2 separate regions of the Sus scrofa genome follow, and region 1 is linked to region 2. A link is a contact called in public promoter capture Hi-C data. All regions are on one chromosome and are shown on one strand. The core of a region is the stretch at or near the end of the contact, and the rest is flanking DNA. Distances in the headings are between cores, read along the strand shown.

Evidence for each region. Promoter capture Hi-C pulls out the DNA fragments that hold promoters and counts their contacts.
Region 1: a contact with region 2 is called in a promoter capture Hi-C map of fetal liver, with 2.3 times the contacts expected there. The contact joins the promoter of TRAIP here to the promoter of QARS in region 2. A contact is called at or near these places in 1 of 5 promoter capture datasets (fetal liver) and 1 of 2 datasets of contacts at active chromatin or transcription factors (alveolar macrophages).

The regions. Positions count from the first base shown.
Region 1 is chr13:32,379,711-32,382,464 of Sscrofa11.1, reverse strand. TRAIP (E3 ubiquitin-protein ligase TRAIP) reads left to right here and starts at 1,477. Exons shown (of 31, transcript XR_002337524.1): 1 at 1,477-2,754. CAMKV (caM kinase-like vesicle-associated protein) reads left to right here. Exons shown (of 10, transcript XR_002337521.1): 10 at 1-1,337.
Region 2 is chr13:31,721,635-31,724,483 of Sscrofa11.1, reverse strand. QARS (glutamine--tRNA ligase) reads left to right here and starts at 1,284. Exons shown (of 24, transcript XM_021070652.1): 1 at 1,284-1,441; 2 at 1,587-1,734; 3 at 2,105-2,214; 4 at 2,377-2,452; 5 at 2,683-2,747. The coding sequence starts at 1,325.

The sequences.
Region 1 (2,754 bases), core at 228-2,727, 660 kb before region 2:
CAGCTGAGTGGGCAGGCTGGTGGGGGATGGGGGATGGGCAAGAGGGTGGGAGAGTAGATGAGGGGCTTCGCACTGTACATAGAATCACTGGCATGATGCCCTCACTGCCCCCTGCCCCTGCCTCCCAGCACAGGGCATGTCTGGGGGCCACAGGAGAGCAGTCTCATCTCCTGTGTGTATGTGTGTGAGTGGTGGGGAGGCCAGAGGCAGGACCAGCCCCAGCCCCTGCATGGATTCCTTGTGGCTTTTGTCTTTTGCTAGCTTCATCAGTTTCTGTTCCTTGTGGGATGCTGCTCTAGGGATACTCAGGAGGTCCCTGCTCCTGTTCCCTTTTCCTTTTTGCCTCACAGTTCCCCCAGGCAGGCCCTGCAGGTCCCATCCTCTCCCAGGCCCTAAATTGGGTGGCCTTGCCCTGAGAGCTGGTCCTCCAGCGAGGCCCTGTCAGCGGTCTTAGGCTCCTGCACATGAAGGTATGTGCCTGTGGTGTGTGGGCTGCTCTAGGCGTGAAACAGGCTGGTACAGAGAATGCAATAATCTAAAGCAGTATGCTTCAAGACTGGTTGCATGGCTGGGGGCACTGCTTGGTAGCTGAGGGGTTCCTGAAAAGTGAAAAAGAATGAGTAGAAAGGTAGACACTTCCATCTTTGTCCCTGGGAAGTCTCTCCCAAGACCCATGTGCTATTTCCTGCCCTCCTGGGTCCTGCAGTGGTTGCCCTGTACCCTGAGCTTCATGAGTCTGTAAAGGGAAGGAGGAGCAATTAGGATGTGGCAATGAGATCTGGGAGGGCAGAGTGCAGGCTTAGCACCTAGTGTACCAGCCTAGCTGAGTCCTTACCCTGGGGCAGACAAGGAGGGCTGCCCCTGGCTCTTCCCATATGACCCGCCTCAGGCTCAGTCCACAGTCCTCTCCATCCCAGAGGGCCAGCTGCATGGCAGTGTCCCACAGTCTGATTTGGGGGGTTGCCCTTCTTGGGGGCAGATTTTCTGCTCTCTCAGTTCAACAAAATAGAAGGAACCCTCTCTATGTCAGTGACCCACTTCCCCTTTTGTCAAGGCTTAGAGTGAGGCCTAAGTGCCTCTGAGCCCTGCTGAGTTGCTTTTGCTGGAATCAAAGAGTGGAATAAAGCTCCCCAGTTTCCTGACGGAGGCTCCTGGCAAGTGCCCTTTGTCAGACCCCACTATGGCCTGGGCAGGCAGCCACACTGGTCCTGGCCCTCACTTGGCACTCGGGGATAGTCCTGCCCTTCTCCCTGCATGCCTGTGGGTCTGCTCTGGTGTATGAAGGTCGGTGGGCCGTGTACCTGCTGAACCTGGCAAATAAATTTCATTCTGCCAAAGCCTCTGGCCACCCTCTTGCCTTTGCTTCCTCTATATTACTGGGGAGGGGCCCCTGAAAGGCAGTGTGTAGGGGAAGGCTGGGAGTAGGTTCACAGGTAGTGGTCTGTGCTCAGTTCCATATGGATTGCTTGGGCTGAGAGTACAGACCATCCTCACCACAGTGTGTTCCTTGATGGTGGCAGGGGTCCTCTGGACTCTAGAAATCCATGTGGGTGGTGGGTCCTGTGCTGGGATTGTGCCAAGGAATAACCTCTATGCTACTGTTCTGACAAGTCCTATTGAACAAGGAGCCATTATCTTGACTTAGGCATAGACCTGGAACCCACCAAGGGCCATCCACCATAGGGAGAGACCTTGCCCATGGCCAAAGTGGGCTTCCCTGGGTTGGGGAATGGGTGCAGGGTGGCCATTACACAAAGATTCTGTCCTATCCTTTGTGTTGATTATTCCTTCCTGTGAACACCTTTGCTTTCCACGTAGGCCCCAAGGACTTCACTCTGAGTCTACTTCAGGTGGAACAGATCGGCTTTACATTATGGGACTCTGCATAAGGTTTCTTCTGGGGAGAGGGGGATACCACTACTAAAAACAGTTAATCATCAAAACTCCTAGGAATACTTGTTCCAGCCTGGATCAGCCCAGGTGAATTCACCAGGGATGCTGCTCTTACTTAGGATCCCAAAGATAACTTCTCTGATATGGGAATAAGAAAAAGATTTGTTAGCCACTTGTCTATGAAGGATCTGGGCCTCCAAAAGGCAGTACTGAGGCAAAACTGATTCTCCTGAGAGCTAGGAGCTAGTCAGGATACCGGCCCCACCACCTTTAAACTTAGGGATCATCAACCTTGTTTGTATAGAGCCAGGGCGAGCTGGGAGTGTCCTGACCCGTGTCCTTTCGAGGACCACTAAAGAGTCTGAGAGGGCTGAGAGGGCGGAGCATTCTTTTGGTCCGGGAAGTATGGTCTTCTATACGGTTGAGAACTGCCCAGAGCCCAAGGGACCCGCTCTCCATTCGTACCATCGTCCCACCCCCTTATGGCCTCTTCTAAACTCTCGCGAAGTGCAGAGATGGCTGCGCTGAGAGAACAGGGCTAAGGAGACCGTGCCCAGCTCCGGCTTGGGACCGTAACGTCTTGTCTTGCCCCAGAAAGGGGCTCGGCCGGCGGCGTAGCTGCTCCTGGTGCCCATCCAACGCTGTGTTCTGGTACTGGGCGATTCCCGGGAGCCGCGAGGGACTTACCGCTGAGCTTCAGGCCCGCGCTCGGCCCCAGGATTCTTTTCGGCCTGAGAGGCCGTTAAGCCCCGCCCCCGAGGGTTCGTCCAATCCGGGCCCAAACTTCATTTTGCGCCTTGTAGCCACTTCCGGTTCGCTTCCGGAAGTCGCGCTGTGGAGCCAAATTTGAAGCAAGCTGGG
Region 2 (2,849 bases), core at 35-2,534:
GGGCTGTGGTGTGGGTTGCAGATGCACCTACGATCCCAGGTGGCTGGGATCGTTGTGGCTGTGGCCGTGGCGTAGGCCAGCATCTACAGCTCTGATTCCACCCCTAGCCTGGGAAATTACATATGGCATGGGTGCAGCCCTAAAAAAAAAAAATAAAAACAAAAACACAGGTTGTACATTCAGTTTTAGCCTGATGATTCCCACCCAGCAGGCCCTTAAGGGCCAAAGAGAGACTAGGGAGATCCCCAAGCATATCATCATAACTATTCTACCTTCTCTGTCCCACACTATTGAATAAAATATCCTGTCAAGTACTTGCATATGGATTTTAAGGTCTAATCTGCTTGTGGTTTTCCTATATTTGCATGCTTCGGTAAGAAGAGTAAGTATGGGGGTTCCCATAGTGGCTCAGTGGTTAACGAACCCGACTAGCATTCATGAGGACATGGGCTCAAGCCCTGACCCAGCTCAGCGGGTTAAGGATCTGGCCTTGCTGTGAGCTGTGGTGTAGATTGCAGATGTGGCTCGGATCCCACGTTGCAGTGGCTTTGGCGTACACGCAGATACAGCTCCGATTTGACCCCTAGCCTGGGAACCTCCGTATGCCGCGGGTGCGATCCTAAAACAGACCAAAAAAAAAAAAAAAGTAAGTATGGCAGGAGATTTTAAGCCAAATCATCACAGAAGTCATGCAAGGTCCTTCCTGGCCCCAAACCTTCCCTTTCCTGGTTAGGGGTGTGTGTGTGTGGGTGTGTGTGTGTGTGTGTGCGTGCGCGCGTGCAGGTGGAGCTGGAAAAGTGCCAAGACTTTTGGGGCGCATCCATGTGCCATTTCAGACGTCTGTTCTGGAGTCTTGACCGGATTTCCCGGGCTTCATTTTGTTCAGCTGTTTCCGTGACAACTCCAAAGTGTGACGTCAGAAACACGACCTACATTGACATTTGTTTCCAAAAACAAAACTGGGATGGTCCCAAGTTTTCCGGGGCTGAAGGAGAAAAGATGAAGAGTAAAATTACCATGATTATGTCTGCCTCCTGCCCTGGTGCTGAACACCTTCGCTCCAGGTTTGGAACAAATCACCTCTAAAGTACCGCCGCTCACTATCCCTTTTAGAGACCTGAAGCACGAAGACGGAAGTAAAGCGGCGGGAGAGGCCGCCCTCTGCCCTTTAAATGTCACTGACGATCCTGGAGATCCCCGCCCCTTCCCTCCAAGGAAGGATACCATTGGCTTTCGCTGACGGCATCTCACTCCTATTGGTCAGTGAGCTAACTCCGGGGCAGATTGGCCCCAAAGTTTCTTTTTGGCTTCCGGCGTCCCAGCAATGGCGGCTCTAGACTCCTTGTCGCTCTTCACCGGCCTCGGCCTGAGCGAGCACAAAGCGCGAGAGACGCTCAAGAACACGGCTCTGAGCGCGCAGCTGCGCGAGGCGGCGACCCAGGTGCAAACCTACGTCCTTGGCCCCGGCTGCCGACTGTGCCCCAAGGCAACTCCGGGCCGGGTCCAGACCCCGACCCACCCATCTTGTCTCACTCTTGCTTTTCTTACTGGAAGTGAGGCTTATCTCCTGACCCCTCTGACCCTAGGCACAGCAGACTCTGGGCTCCACCATCGACAAAGCTACCGGGACCCTGCTCTATGGCTTGGCCTCGCGACTGCGGGATCCTCGTCGACTGTCTTTCCTCGTGAGCTACATAGCTAGTAGGAAGATCCATACTGAGACTCAGCTGAGCGGTGAGACCCTTGCCTGTCTTGCTTCCACCTCCAGCTCCTCCTCTCAGCCAAGATCCCTATCTAACCATTCTGACAAGACCCACAGTGTCACTCTAGATTACTAGTTCTGCATTCTTCTCTAAACTTAGGCCCTGGCACTGACGGAGAGGGCCACCTCTGGGTGAGACCCACTGGAGAACTGTGTAGGTCTGAGGGAGTTTCCCTCACAACACATGCTTCTTTCCTGTGGCCTTAGGGCTTCTCTAGTGAAGTGCAAGACTTACTTTTCCAGGAAGTCAAACTAATTGGGGTTTCATGGATAGGATTAGGGCCCTGTCTTCCTACTTCTTGGAGCTGAGATGCCACAAACTCCTTGGCTTTCCTTTTTCAGCTGCCCTTGAGTATGTGCGAAGTCATCCCCTGGACCCAATCAACACCATGGACTTTGAGCAGGAATGTGGTGTGGGCGTCATTGTGACTCCAGAGCAGATTGAGGAGGCTGTGAGTCTTTTCTTAGGTGTCAGCTGCCTCCTTAATTCTAAGGAGTGGCTTTCAGTACTTAATACTGGAAAGGAGTGGCCCTGCTTTACCAACCAGAAAGTCCCAGGGTGAGGGGATCAGTCCCTAGAGCATGTCTGAAGCTCATGGTTTGGCTTTCTGTAGGTGGAGGCTGCCATAAATCATCACCGATCCAAGCTCCTTGTAGAGCGTTACCACTTCAACATGGGGCTGCTGATGGGTGAGCAGGACCTGGGGCAGGGGACTACAGACTATGTTGTTATCACTGGTCATGCCTTCTCTTCTGGGCATGAGTGAGAGGGAGGTGGAAGGGAGAGTCGGAGCATCTTAAAAGAGGTCTGGCTGGGCCCAGGCTCTAGTTTCTGAGGTCAGCCAGGTCCTTTTCTTGAGAAACAGGGTGGGAAGTGTCCTCCTTTTCCTTTCAGCAGCTTCTTATGCCCATGTTTCTAGGAGAGGCTCGGGCTGCGCTCAAGTGGGCAGATGGCAAAATGATCAAGCATGAAGTAGACATGCAGGTGGGTGCTTCCTTGAGCTGAAGCAGGTGGAGGCCCTTCTAGAGACAGTGTCTAGCATCCACTGAGAGATAAATGGGAGTGAGAAGGGAAGAGAGCCTATTC